2 separate regions of the Sus scrofa genome follow, and region 2 is linked to region 1. A link is a contact called in public HiChIP or PLAC-seq data. All regions are on one chromosome and are shown on one strand. The core of a region is the stretch at or near the end of the contact, and the rest is flanking DNA. Distances in the headings are between cores, read along the strand shown. Region 1 holds the start of GJA4 (gap junction protein alpha 4). Region 2 has its middle 18 kb from the start of SMIM12.

Evidence for each region. HiChIP or PLAC-seq counts read pairs in DNA pulled down with a chosen protein or histone mark.
Region 2: a contact with region 1 is called in an H3K27ac HiChIP or PLAC-seq map of skeletal muscle. The contact joins the enhancer-like site here to the promoter of GJA4 in region 1. A contact is called at or near these places in 10 of 47 Hi-C or Micro-C datasets (embryonic fibroblasts, epiblast stem cells, fetal liver and 5 more) and 1 of 2 datasets of contacts at active chromatin or transcription factors (skeletal muscle).

The regions. Positions count from the first base shown.
Region 1 is chr6:91,042,997-91,049,768 of Sscrofa11.1, reverse strand. GJA4 (gap junction protein alpha 4) reads right to left here and starts at 4,339. Exons shown (of 2, transcript NM_001244224.1): 1 at 4,295-4,339; 2 at 1,608-3,149. The coding sequence starts at 3,132. The coding sequence ends at 2,131.
Region 2 is chr6:91,092,774-91,098,957 of Sscrofa11.1, reverse strand. No RefSeq gene overlaps it. Among named protein-coding and RNA genes, the nearest start is that of SMIM12, 18 kb to the left of the region's middle. Within about 2 kb of position 2,362, at least 17 of the 83 cell types and tissues checked have an H3K27ac peak or open chromatin away from gene starts, as enhancers often do. A contact at or near this core is called in fetal liver, liver, omental adipose tissue and 2 more, where this site is marked.

The DNA of each region.
Region 1 (6,772 bases), core at 3,090-5,589:
TCCCATGCTAGGGACTGAATCGGAGCTACAGCTGCTGGCCTGCGCCAGAGCCACAGCAGCAAGGAATCGGAGCTGCATCTGGATCCTTAATCCACTGAGCGAGGTCAGGGATCAAACCCGCATCTTTGCAGACACTATGTCGAGTTCTTAATCCACTGAGCCACAATGAGCACTCTCTCTTTATTTCTTTTTTTTTTTTTTTTTTTTTTCGGCTGTGCCTGCGGCACGTGAAAATTCTCTGGCCAGGGATTGAACCCGGACACATCAGCGACCTGAGCCCTGCAGTGACAGTGTTGAATCTTTGACTGCGCCGCAAAGGAACTCCTGCACACAGTTTTCTGTTCAAATACTCAGTGTCCTTTTCCTTCCCCAACAGACTCCTATTCATCTGTCAAAATCCAGTCCAATGACTTCTTTTTTGTCCTGCACCCTCTGTGGCTCGGAAGCAAGATCCTTCCACTGGACCCTGACCGTCCCTTCCACCTGTCCCCACTGCCATTGCCTGTTCTCACTGGGTAAGCTTCAGGTGCACGGGGAAGAGGTATGGTGCAGGCCCTTGAGCTGCTCCTGCAGGTGGGCAGGCTAGAAAGGGCCCAGATTGGAGGGGGCATGTGATCTACACCTGCCTCCCCAAATTCCAAGGGGTGCAGGCCCATTTGAGCTGGGCTCTGAAGGGCTTGGCTGGCAGGCAGGTCGCCTGGGGAGCAGCATTCAGGAAGGACATGTACTAGTGGGGAATGAGGCCGGGGCACTGGATGGCCTTGGGGCAGGATGGGGACAGACACTGATTTGGCCACTGGTTAGCAAGCAGGTCAAGGGGGCTGGGGCAGTGAGGATGGAAAGAAGAGACTGGTGTTGAGGCATTTCAAAAGGCAGGGTGTGGAGTTCCCATTATGGCTCAGTGGTTAACGAATCCGACTAGGAACCATGAGGTTGCGGGTTCGGTCCCTGCCTTGCTCAGTGGGTTAACGATCCGGCGTTGCATGAGCTGTGGTGTAGGTTGCAGACGCGGCTCAGATCCTATGTTGCTGTGGCTCTGGCGTAGGCCGGTGGCTACAGCTCTGATTGGACTCCTAGCCTGGGAACCTCCATATGCTGTGGGAGCGGCCAAGAAATGGCAAAAAAACCCCAAAAAACAAACAAACAAAAAAGTCAGGGTGTATAGGACTCAGGGCTGGTGAGAGCAGTATGTACGAGTCTGAGGTTTCTTTTTGTTGTTGTTAGTGTCTTTTTAGGGTCGCACCCAAGGCATATGGAAGTTCCCAGGCTAGGGGTCAAATCGGAACTGTAGCCACAGCCACAGCAATGTGGGATCCGAGTCACGTCTTTGACCTACACCACAGTTCAGGGCAATGCCGGATCCTTAACCCACTGAGAGAGGCCAGGGATCAAACCAGCATTCTCATGGATACTAGTCGGTTTGTAACCCACTGAGCTACAACAGGAACTCCCGGGTTTGCGGGTTTAAGGTGCTGCCTGGAGTTGGAGTTGCAGTTGCAGAGGTTAAAGACAGATTATCCAGGCCTGCAAAGAAAGCCTGGGCAAAGCCACTGTCCTCCCAACCCCCACCCCAAGGCACATCACGACACTATCAGTACACACCTTGCTTGTGATCAAGTCCTGTTTATTTTAGAAGGATAAACAGTGGAACTAGGAAGGAGTGATGAGAACAAGACCCTGGTCCCCTTGACAGGGCCAGATCCAGCACAGGCTCTGTCTGTGTATATGGTCAAGGCCGACCCAGCAGCCTCGACCAGCCTTTTCCTAGGAGAACAGGGTGTGTGGACAACTGGGCAAAGGTGACTCTTCCGTGGGGGTGGGGTAAATTGTCTCCAAGTCCCTCTAAACCAGGTGAAAGAGACCAAAAGGTTCAAACACCCATGGCCAAGAGCACCCCACGCTGGCTCTGTCTGTGCCCGGGGCAGGCCGCGTTCTGGAGGGGAAGCTGTGGTGCTCTCTGGTCACCTGGAAGACCCCAGGTGTTCAGGAACAACATGCAGCGAGGCCCTATGCCCAGTACGCAGCTGCTTCCCCTAGCCCCAGTTCACCTCTGCAGAGCCTTCAAGGAGGGGACATCAAAGGCAGCAAGACGTCCCCGGGCCCACCGCGGGGTGACATAACCCCAGGCCCTTACACGTACTGTTTCTTGGAAGCAGAGCTGCTGGGGCGACTGGGGGGTTTCCGGCCACTCTGGGGGGGTGGGTCCAGGAAGAGGGGGGGTCTGGAAGATGCCAGCCTCTCCTCCGTAGTCAGGTTGGCCCAGTTCTGCTCACTGGACGAGAGCCCGTTGTAGGTGGGGCACGGCGGGGATGAGGGGCCCTCGCCCATGGGGAGGTAGAAGAAGACCTGGTCAGCGTAAGGCTCCGAGGAGGTGCCCTGGGCGGGGGGTGTGTCCTGGTCCCTCCGGGCCCTGATGCCCCGGCTGAGGCAGCGGCACAGCAGGTACGCCAGCTCCAGCAGGTTGAGCACCAGGGAGATGAGTCCGACCACCAGCATGAAGATGATGAAAATGGTCTTCTCTGTGGGGCGTGAGACGAAGCAGTCTACGAGGTAGGGACAGGGTGAGCGCTGGCACACAAACACGGGCTCCATGGTCCAGCCATAGAGACGCCACTGGCCATACAGGAAGCCTGCCTCTAGCACACTCTTGCAGAGCACGCTGGCCACATAGGTGCCCATCAGGGCCCCTCGGATTCGCAGGTGACCATCCTCGGCCACTGAGATCTTGGCCATCTGTCGCTCTATGGCTGCCAGCGCCCGTTCCACGCGTGGGTCCTTGGCTGGCAGCGCCCGCAGCTCCCCTTCCTTCTGCCGCAGCCGCTCCTCGCGCCGAGACAGGTAAATGACGTGGCCCAGGTAGACCAGGGTGGGCGTGCTGACGAAGAGGAACTGCAGCACCCAGTAGCGGATGTGGGAGATGGGGAAGGCCTGGTCGTAGCACACGTTGGTGCAGCCTGGCTGGGCAGTGTTACACTCGAAGTCCGACTGCTCATCGCCCCACACCGACTCGCCCGCCAGGCCCAGGATGAGGATGCGGAAGATGAACAGGACCGTCAGCCAGATCTTGCCCACCACGGTCGAGTGCTCCTGGACCTGGTCCAGCAGCTTCTCAAGGAAGCCCCAGTCGCCCATGGCTCCTGGGCCTCTGTCTGCAGGGAGACAGGGGACACGGTCAGCGAGGCATCCTTTTCAGCTGTCCTAGCAACAAGCCCGGCTGGGGGTGGGTGGGGGGAAGAGACTGGCCACGCCCGTTTTACCTGGGGGGAGGGGGAGGGGAGGAAGGAGGTCCTGGAGGGGAAGAGATTGGTCTGGGGGCTCACAGACAGCAGGACTACATGCAGATCTCTATGATGCTTGCTAAGCTCTGGCAAGGGTACAGCTAAGGTCCCTGTCTCGTCACATCTGTGTCCCGCTTGTGCCCAGCTGCAGTCCCAGGACGACCACAGCCCAAGGAGATCTGAATCAAGCCTAAGGGAACAGAGAATTGGAGGAACTTATCCAAGGTCACACAGCTGTGCCATGCCCCTCCCCCCTTTTGCCCAGGACAGGCTGTCCCCAGACAGTGGGGGTGGGGGTGGTGCTATCTTCAGCTTCTCAGGGGGCTCAAAGCCTCACATCCTGGCTCCCTTCTGAGTCAGTCCTCACCCAGTTGACCTCACTCTAACCTCTGAGTTTGTTGGGGGGGGCGGCATGAAGGCACGTTAGACACTCCAGGCTGCCTCCTGCATTAGCTCCACCTGTCAGCAATAGTGACCACCTGCCGTTTAAGGACCGACACTGGATCGGGTCCCCTATCTCCATCCCCTCCCCCTACCAAAGCTATTGCTGCCAAATTCTAGACTCTTGAAAGGAACTGTCATAGCAGGGTGGAGGCATGGGCCACAAAGTTCCCAGGACATCAGGGGGAGAGTGGGGGGAGGAAGGTAGGGCAAAGGGGAGGGGAAGGCGCTTCTTTTCCGAGAGAGCAAAGCTGGTTTAGATCAGGGCTGGAGCCAGACCTGGGTTCAAATCATGACTTTCCTACTAATGGGGACCTTGGATAAGTGATACCTCTTAGCACCGCAGTCTCCTCTCCTGTAAAACGGAAATAACAATATCCCTACCTCCTAGGGTTATAAGGATACAATGAAAGCAGATGGGAAGCTGGTTTAGCACAGAGGATGGCCCAGGCAAGCTGGGTGAGCGTGGCGGCCGTGGGTTCCCCCAGCAGCAACCCTTAGCCTGTGGCAGGTGGCAGCCGATTCCTGCCTGCCCTCCGCTGGAGTTGGCACCCCAGCCCCCTAGCCCCACTCACCTCCTGCCTGCCTGCTCCGCGGCCCAGGTGGCGGTGCGGACACACGACGGCCGGAGCGGCGCCCGCGGGAGCCCTGCTGGACGGCGCCTGGCGGCAGGGGCGCCTTAAATAGCGCGCGGGGCGGGGTAGGGGCAGGAAGCGGCGGGAGGGCGGCGGGCGCTGTTCCCAGCGGGGAGGGACGGGAGATGCAGGCTCCCTGAAGCCACTCAAGGAAGGGGCCTGGGAGGTTGCACCGGGAGTTGGGGTCGGGGCGTCGGGTGGGGGGGATGAAAAGGATGAGAAACCTCCACCTTTCCCTTCTGCTCTCCACCGTCTTCCAGCCAGCAAACTCTCCTAGCCTCAGCTTCTTTGTCTGTGGAACAGGGGTCCTCCGAGGCGAAGTTTTTTTCAGAGTGGCTGAAGCTAACAGCCAGCACTTTCTGATCTCAGGCAACTGGCCTAAGGGCCTCTGAGAGATGGCAGGTGGGATGAAGGAAGGGCATCCTCCTTAACCCTGGGTGCCTACTGCCCTCAGTCCAAAGGGAGATCACTCATTTGTGGGGTGGCCGCTGTGGACCCCAGTACGGTGGCAGCACTTGGTCATCAAGACGCGTTAGGACATAGGGAACCAGGCTGGGAGAGAGGGGTTATAATCTGCCCTCCCTATAGCATCTATGGGGAGCTGGGATCTCTCCACCACAGAATTCTCCAGCATCCCTTCTCCCGGGCCGGCTATGCAATCAGGGGGCACTAGACAATGCCCATGGACCACTTGAGACTGAGTAGGGTGGACTCTCCCCATCTTTAGCTCATGCCTTTAAATACCTTTCAACAAGGGTGGAGGGGAGACATTGGAGGAAATGAAAGGGGTGGGCAGAGCCCACCGCTGTTCATTCAAGCATCACCCTGTCTGTGAACATTCATGTGCTGTGGACATTGTAAGTGGAACTGGGGATTTGACCATAAACCAGCCAGATGTGGTCTCCGGCCTGGGGCGCTCAGCGGCTGGGGCAGGAGGCAGGAATAGAGAGGGTACTGGCCCTTGGGTATGAGTAAATGGGGAAAGTTCTGAGAACTGTCAGTAGGGGTGGGGGTGGGTCTTGGTGAGAAATGTTTCTTGGGAAAGACTGCATTAGCCATGTCGGTGGAAATAATAAACAGTCTACAAGAGGAATGGAAGAGAGTTTTATTTGCGATTAACTGCGGACTCTTGCCTGGGAGACGGCCTCCCAGATAACTCTGAGGAACTGCTCTGGAGAAGGGTGGATTTCAGCACAATTTATATCTTGTTATCTTGTCAGAGCAAAGAACATCAAACACATCAGGGGTCCATTCCTTCAAGGTTTCAAAAAAAAAGACAAACCAGACCAGCATGTACAGGGCGAGTCAGCATGGCCTTGGTACCTGGGAAGGGAGGCATGATGTAGTCTTTATTTATTTATTTAGTCTTTTTGCCTTTTCTTGGGCCACTCCCGTGGCATATGGAGGTTCCCAGGCTATGGGTCCAATTAGGGCTGTAGCCGCCGGCCTATGCCATGGCCACGGCAACGCGGGATCCGAGCTGCATCTGTGACCTACACCACAGCTCACGGCAACACCAGATCCTCAACCCACTGAGCAAGGGCAGGGGTCGAACCCGCAACCTCATGGTTCCTAGTTGGATTCATTAACCATTGCGCCACGATGGGAAGGCCCATGTAGTCTTTATTTTTTAATTTAATTTTATTTTTTTGTCTTTTTTTGCCATTTCTTGGGCCACTTCTGCGGCACATGGAGGTTCCCAGGCTAGGAGTCAAATCGGAGCTGTAGCCACCGGCCTACACCAGAACCACAGCAACGCAGGATCTGAGCCATGTCTGCGACCTACACCACAGCTCACGGCAACACCGGATCCTTAACCCACTGAGCAAGGCCAGGGATCGAACCTGCAACCTCATGGTTCCTAGTCAGATTCGTTAACCACCGCGCTACGACGGGAACTCCCCATGTAGTCTTTATTTTTAACCTGACGTTCTTTACTTCTGGTCAATGCACTCTTCTCTAAAATAATTGAAGCAGATGTACAGTGTACGTTTGATGGGCACAAATAGGCTGTTTCAGTTAGTGTAAAATTCAAGTTAACTCAGGTAGACGCTAGAATGACTTCCCCTTACTCTAGTATGTGAAGCAATCTTTCATCAGCCGGTCAGGGAGAGCATTCTAGGCAGAAGAAACAGCCTGAAGAAGGGCCCAAGGATCAGTGGCTGTGAGGTCCTGACTTCATTGGCTTTGGTGGGCCGGGCGAGGAGGGCCTAGAAGTTGAGACTTTGCTGTTGATCCCTGTGCCCTGTGCCCTAGCTCCTATTGTGTAGGGCTGATGGGAGATCCAGTCAAAGCACATATGCATATTAGTACCCACAAAGGTTTCCAGTGGATGATGGCTAAAAACATTATAACAAAACCATTTGGACGGGAGTTCCCATTGTGGCTCAGCAGGTTAGGAACCAGACTATTGGAGTT
Region 2 (6,184 bases), core at 1,113-3,612, 51 kb before region 1:
TTGTTAGTCCCAGGAACCTGAGGCAGACAAAGCCCAGAGAGGAAGGCAAACCTGCTTGCTCCCTGAGTTCCACTGAGCCTGGGGCTGGGTGCATCGCTCTCTCACTGAATCCTCCCAAGATCCCTGCAAGGCAGTCACAGGTGAGGACACAGACTCAGGCTGTCGCCCTCTAAGATGCAGGTGGAAAGGATAGTGGAAGTTAAGTCCGAGGGCTTTGGTCCTCTTCTACCCCCGGGAGGCCAACTGCCTCTCCCCTGGCCTTTCTTCCCCTGTGCGGTGGAGGGCGGAGGGTGGGAAAGTTCCTCCCCTCCTTCCTTCCATCTCCAGAGACGTCTTTGTTCTCCGTGATTCCTGGACACATGGGGCCTGGGGCGCCTCCTGGCTGAGCTGAGGCCCTCAGGTCCCCGGTGGCCAAGGGGAATGAATGGCTTGTCACTTCTTGACCTCTCCTGTTTCCCACAACTGCCCCCTCCCACCTCTTGGCCACAATGGCCTGAGGCTGATTCAGGGCCTGCTTTATTGAAAGTGGAGAACAATACTCAGGGAGGCGGGTGGGTGGGTGGGTGCAGTCCCCTGCCCCTCTCCAGGGGGCTTGCCGGGAAGTCAGGGGAGGACATTCGGTGACTGGATATGGGTAGGAATCCTAGAGGGGGTGTGAGAGGAGGGGGCAACGGTATCTTTCCCTTTCCCTCTATCTAAACCTGTCTCCAGGGCCAGGCAGGTGCAGGGCGGGTAGTATGGCTCTGCCTTGTGTTAGCTGGGTGACCCCTGGCCGGTGACTTGACTTCTCTGTGTTTGTCTTCAGTTAAAAAAATTTTTTTTGGGGGGAGTTCCCGTCATAGCTCAGCAGTTAGTGAACCCGACTAGCAACCATGAAGACGTGGGTTTGATCCCTGGCCTTGCTCAGTGGGTTAAGGATCTGGCGTTGCCATGAGCTGTGGTGTAGGTTGCAGATGTGGCTTGGATCCCGCGTTGCTGTGACTCTGGTGTAGGCCACTGGCTACAGTTCTGATTGGACCCCTGGCCTGGGAACCTCCATATGCCTCGGGTGCGGCCTTAAAAGACAGAAAAAAAAAAAAATCTTTAAATTGAGGCATAGTTATGTAGGCTTCAGGTGCACAGTAGAGTGATTCGTGATTTTTAATGATTATACTTCAGGCAAAGTTCCCGTTGTGGCACAGTGGAAACGAATCTGACTAGGTACCATGAAGTTGTGGGTTCGATCCCTGGCCTCACTCAGTGAGCTAAGGATCCGGTGTTGCTGTGAGCTGTGGTGTGGGCTGCAGACTCAGCTCGGATCTGGTGTTGCTGTGGCTGTGGTGTAGGCCGGCAGTTGCAGCTCCAGTTTGATCCCTAGCCTGGGAACCTCCGTATGCTGAGGGTGCGGTCCCCAGGGGAAAAAAAAAAAGATTATACTCCATTTATAAATTATTATAAAATATTGGCTATATTCCCTGTGCTGTACAGTGTATCTCTGTAGCTATTTTCTGCATAGCAGTTGGTACCTCCTAATCCCCTCCCCCTATTTGCTCCTCCCTCCACTGATAACCACTCACTGATGAGTTCATGAGTCTCTCTATCTGAATCTGTTTCTGTTTTGCCATATTCATTAGTTTTATTTTATTTTATTTTTTTTGTCTTTCTCTGTCTGACTTATTTCATGAGAATTTACTATCAGGTCATTGAAGGAAAAGTGCTAAGCCGAGGGCCTGACTCCGCAGAAGATGCTCAGGACATTAGCGCTCCTCTTGCCCTGTCTTCCTGCTAGTTGGTAGGTGGTCTTGATCTCTGACCAGCTCCTTCTGGGAGGCAAAGTGCGTGGGAAGGCACAACCTGGGAAAGCCTTTTTCTGAGGCCAGCTGGAGCCCAGTGGGAGCAGAGGCCTTCCCCGCCTCCCCAGCTTCTTGCTGCGCTTTGCTTTTTTTTTTTTTTTTTTGACCCAGAGGAAGTTGAAGGAATTGTGATTGTCCACTCTGGAAGATAAGGTTGAAGGGGTGACCTAATAAGCATTTGTAAGCCTACTGAAGGTTATCGTTCAGAGTCGAGTGACCAGGGACACAGGGACGTATGTTTGGTGTGCACCCGAGGTGTGTGAGTAGCCATGGCCAGCCTTTCTCGGCAGAAGGCCTGGGATCCTGGAAGCAGGCAGGGCGGGCAGGGTGGGCAGTGGGTAACGGAGGAAGGCTGTAGACTCGTTAAAAATAGGTCCTCTGTTCTGCCTGGGCTGGGGTGGGGTTTGGTCAGGGGTCAGGTGAGGCTGGTGGCATCACTAGGCAAGAGGGTTGAATACTGCCTGGGTCTAGGGTGAGCAGGGAAGCCCTGCCTCTGCCCCCGCCCCCAGCTCTGCCTCGCTGTATTTTCGGAGACAGCACGGGAAGTGGGCCTTCACAATGTCAGGATGCAGGAAGCTATCGGACTATTGAAGGCCACTTCCTGTAAGCTGGTCATTCACATACATTTGTCACCGGTCATCAGGGCTTTTGGGCTCTGCCATTGTCTGGAGGGGGCTGCAAAAGCCTGATGGCTGCCAGCAGAGGCTCTGGACACAGAATGCTCTATTGTGCTGAACTGGCAGCACCCTGTGGGGTGGGGAGGAAAGCGGTGGGTGAGAAAGGGACGCCTGCCTCTCATTGTCATCCATGGCACAATGGAGTTGGGGGCTGGGGTCTGCTCCTGCTCATAGAGCCTGAACTTCTGGGAGAAGGGGTGGCTGCAGCAGGAGCCTGGCTTCAGGTGTGGTCTGGGTAGAGCTGGAAAGGAGTTCAGGTGCGTCGTAAGCAGTGGTGGGTTTTCCAGGTCTCTGCCTAGAGCCAGGGTGATATAAAATGGCCTTGGCATCAGGCAGACGTGGATAGCGAAGTCATCTTCTGGCCCCATCAACTGTGTGACTTTGGGCAAGTTGCTTCACCTCGCTGAGCTTCAGTCCTGCTCCTGTAAAACACGAATAGTCATAGCGACCTCATAGGATGGGGATCACTTGAGGAATGTGTTGAAGTTCTTAGCTTGGTACCTGGCAGAGCTTAGATGTCTCAGAAGCGTCAGTTCCTTCTCCTCCCTCCTCTCCTTCCCTTCCAGCTCACTTCTGACCCTGCTGTCTGGTTCTCTGGCGAGTGAGCAAATCAGCGTGCAGAGGGGATGAAGAGGTATTTTAATATCAGCCCAAACAAAGCACAGCTCTGTCTTCCTTTATGCCAAGAATATCAAATCAACTGTTAATTATCTGCACTAATGGAAGGCGCAGAAGCAGATAATTTTTCTTTGGCCGAGTGCCTTTGGCCTTATGTGTGGATCTGGGTGTGTCGGAGTTCTAGAAATGCATTTCAGGCCAAGTAATGAAGTTGCAACAGGGCAGACCTGGCTCAGGAAGAGGCCAGTTAGAGCACCATCCAGCAGCCCACGGCGTTGCCCTGCCCAGCTCTCACCCGTCAGGGCCAGGAAGGGCACTTTCTTCCTCAGCCACATGATGAAGTGGAAAACCACAGACTTTGGAGTCAGACATGGGGCTCCAAACCTTGACTCTGGCCCTAATTAACTGTGTGACCCAAGGCAAGTTATTAGATTTTTCTGAGTCTCAGTCTCTTTGTCAGGTGAAGATAATTGTATTGCCTTGCAGGGTTTCTGTGAGGATGAAATCAGGTAGACACGTTTTCCTTTCTTTTCTTTCCCTTCCCTTCTTTTTTTTTTTTTTTTTGATTTTGAGGGCTGCACCCTTGGCATATGGAGGTTCTCAAGCTAGGGGTTGAATTGGAGCTACAGCTGCCAGCCTACACCACAGCCATGGCAACGTCAGATCTGAGCCGCGTCTGTGACCTACACCACAGCTCACGGCAACGCCGGATCGTTAACCCACTGAGCAAGGGCAGGGACCGAACCTGCAACCTCATGGTTCCTAGTCGGATTCGTTAACCACTGCGCCACGACAGGAACTCCCCAGCCCTATCTTGAACAGAGAGCTCCTCCCACCACTCCCCTATTTTTCTTTTTTTCTTTTTCCTGCAACATAGGGAAGTTTCTGGGGCAGGGGTTGAATGACAACTGTAGCTGCAGACTTGTGCCATAGCTTCGGCAACACCCAATCCAAGCCACATCTGTGATGTACAGCAGCTTATGGCAATGCTGGAGCCTCAACCCACTGAACAGGCCAGGGATTGAACCTGCATCCTCACAGAGATAATGTTGAGTCCTTAACCCACTGAGCCTCAGGAGCCCCCAGAGAGCCCTTTGGATGGTTCCTGGCACAAGGACACGATTAAGTGTTTGAACCTCAGAAAGGTTGATTGCCCCACCACATGGAAGAGGCAAGACTGCTCTGTCCAGTATGGTAGCTGCTGGCCACATACAGATATTAAAAATGAAATGAACTAAAATAAAAAATTCATTTCCCGGGAGTTCCCGTCGTGGCGCAGTGGTTAACGAATCCGACTAGGAACCATGAGGTTGCGGGTTCGGTCCCTGCCCTTGCTCAGTGGGTTAACGATCCGGCGTTGCTGTGAGCTGTGGCGTAGGTTGCAGACGAGGCTCGGATCCTGCGTTGCTGTGCCTCTGGCGTAGGCCGGTGGTACAGCTCCGATTCAACCCCTAGCCTGGGAACCTCCATATGCCGTGGGAGCGGCCCAAGAAATAGCAACAACAACAACAACAACAACAAAAAAGACCAAAAAGACAAAAAAAAAAAAAAAAAAAAAATTTCATTTCCCCACCAGGCACATTTCAAGTGTCTAATAGACGTGGCCGGTAGCTCCTGTATTAGGCGGAGGAGGCAGGACATTTCTGTCATCGCGGGGTGTTCCATGGGGCAGCACTGAGCCGGGGGGTGTGCTCTTCCATGGAATCTGATAAACAGAGGAAAGCAAATTAGTGGGGAGCAGGGCCGTGGGTAACTGGGAACTGAGTCAAATAAAGGCCCTCTCTGCTATTGGGGTGGCTGTGGCCTTGGACTCTGTGTGGTGCTTTTCTCTGTCAGTGGAGTCAGTGCACAGCACACTTGGGCCAACCATCAAACACTAGGGACCTCTGAGGCTGGATTGAGAAAGCTGCCCAGGTGGCCTTGTGCTCCAGGGTCAGGTCGTTTCCAGGCCCGATGGATGACACTGTTTGCCTGTGTTCCACAGTCCCTGTGCCTGTGTGAGTTGTGACTCCTTAGGCCTGGGGGAGCCACAGTGGCCGTAAGACATTACCCTAAAGGCTGCTGCTCTAGACCCGCTTCCCCCTCTGTCTCCCATCCTTGGTGCAGATAGCAGCGCCATTCCCGTGGCCTGGTCCTGATGTCTGTGACACAGCCTCTGCACCAGTGCAGGGTGTGGTTCCTGTGTATGACTTTCACTTTCTCCTTACTCTGCACACTTAGCTGCAGGTGCTGATCCTACCACTCAGCCTGGCTGGTCCCTGAGCCTTGGCAGGCTGCCGGGCTCTGGAGTTCGCTTTGGGCCCCCCCAGGTCTTAGCTGTCTAACCCCAGATGCCTCTTCCCAGTTGATGTCCTTGATAGGCCCTGCTTTGCTTCCTGACACCCTGATGCCTCGTTAGCATCCCTCTCCTCTCCTTGTCTCCCTCAGAGGGCTGGGCTGGGTTTCTGAGCTTCTAAGCTGTGGACTAGGGTCCTGCTCTGAGTATAGTCATCTCCTGAAACTCCAGTTCTGAAGTAGGTCTGCTCCGAACATCCCACTGGCCTAAATCTTTAGTGTGGGGCTGGATCTTCCCTTTGGAGGAGCTTAAGCTCCCCGCCCAAGTCCCAGCTTCCTGTCCTTTTTCATCAGCTTGCACCCACAGTGAAGTCCCAGCATGCCTGGCAAGTGAGGCAACTGGTGCTGCCCCCTGTGCTTGCCCACCTCAGGCAGGTACAGAGATGATCACAGCAGAATTCAGAGGAGCTTGGCAGGTGCTGAGGTTAGGAGTGTGTCTGGGGGAGTTCCCATCGTGGCGCAGGGATTAACGAATCCAACTAGGAACCATGAGGTTGCGGGTTTGATCTCTGGCCTTGCTCAGTGGGTTAAGGATCTGGCATTGCCGTGAGCTGTGGTATAGGTTGCAGATGCGGCTCGGATCCCGTGTTGCTGTGGCTATGGTGTAGGCTGGTGGCTACAGCTCCTATTAGACCTCTAGCCTGGGAACCTCCATATGCTGTGGGAAGAGGCCCTAGAAAAGGCAAAAAAAGCCAAAAAAAAAAAAAAAAAAAAAAGAAAGGA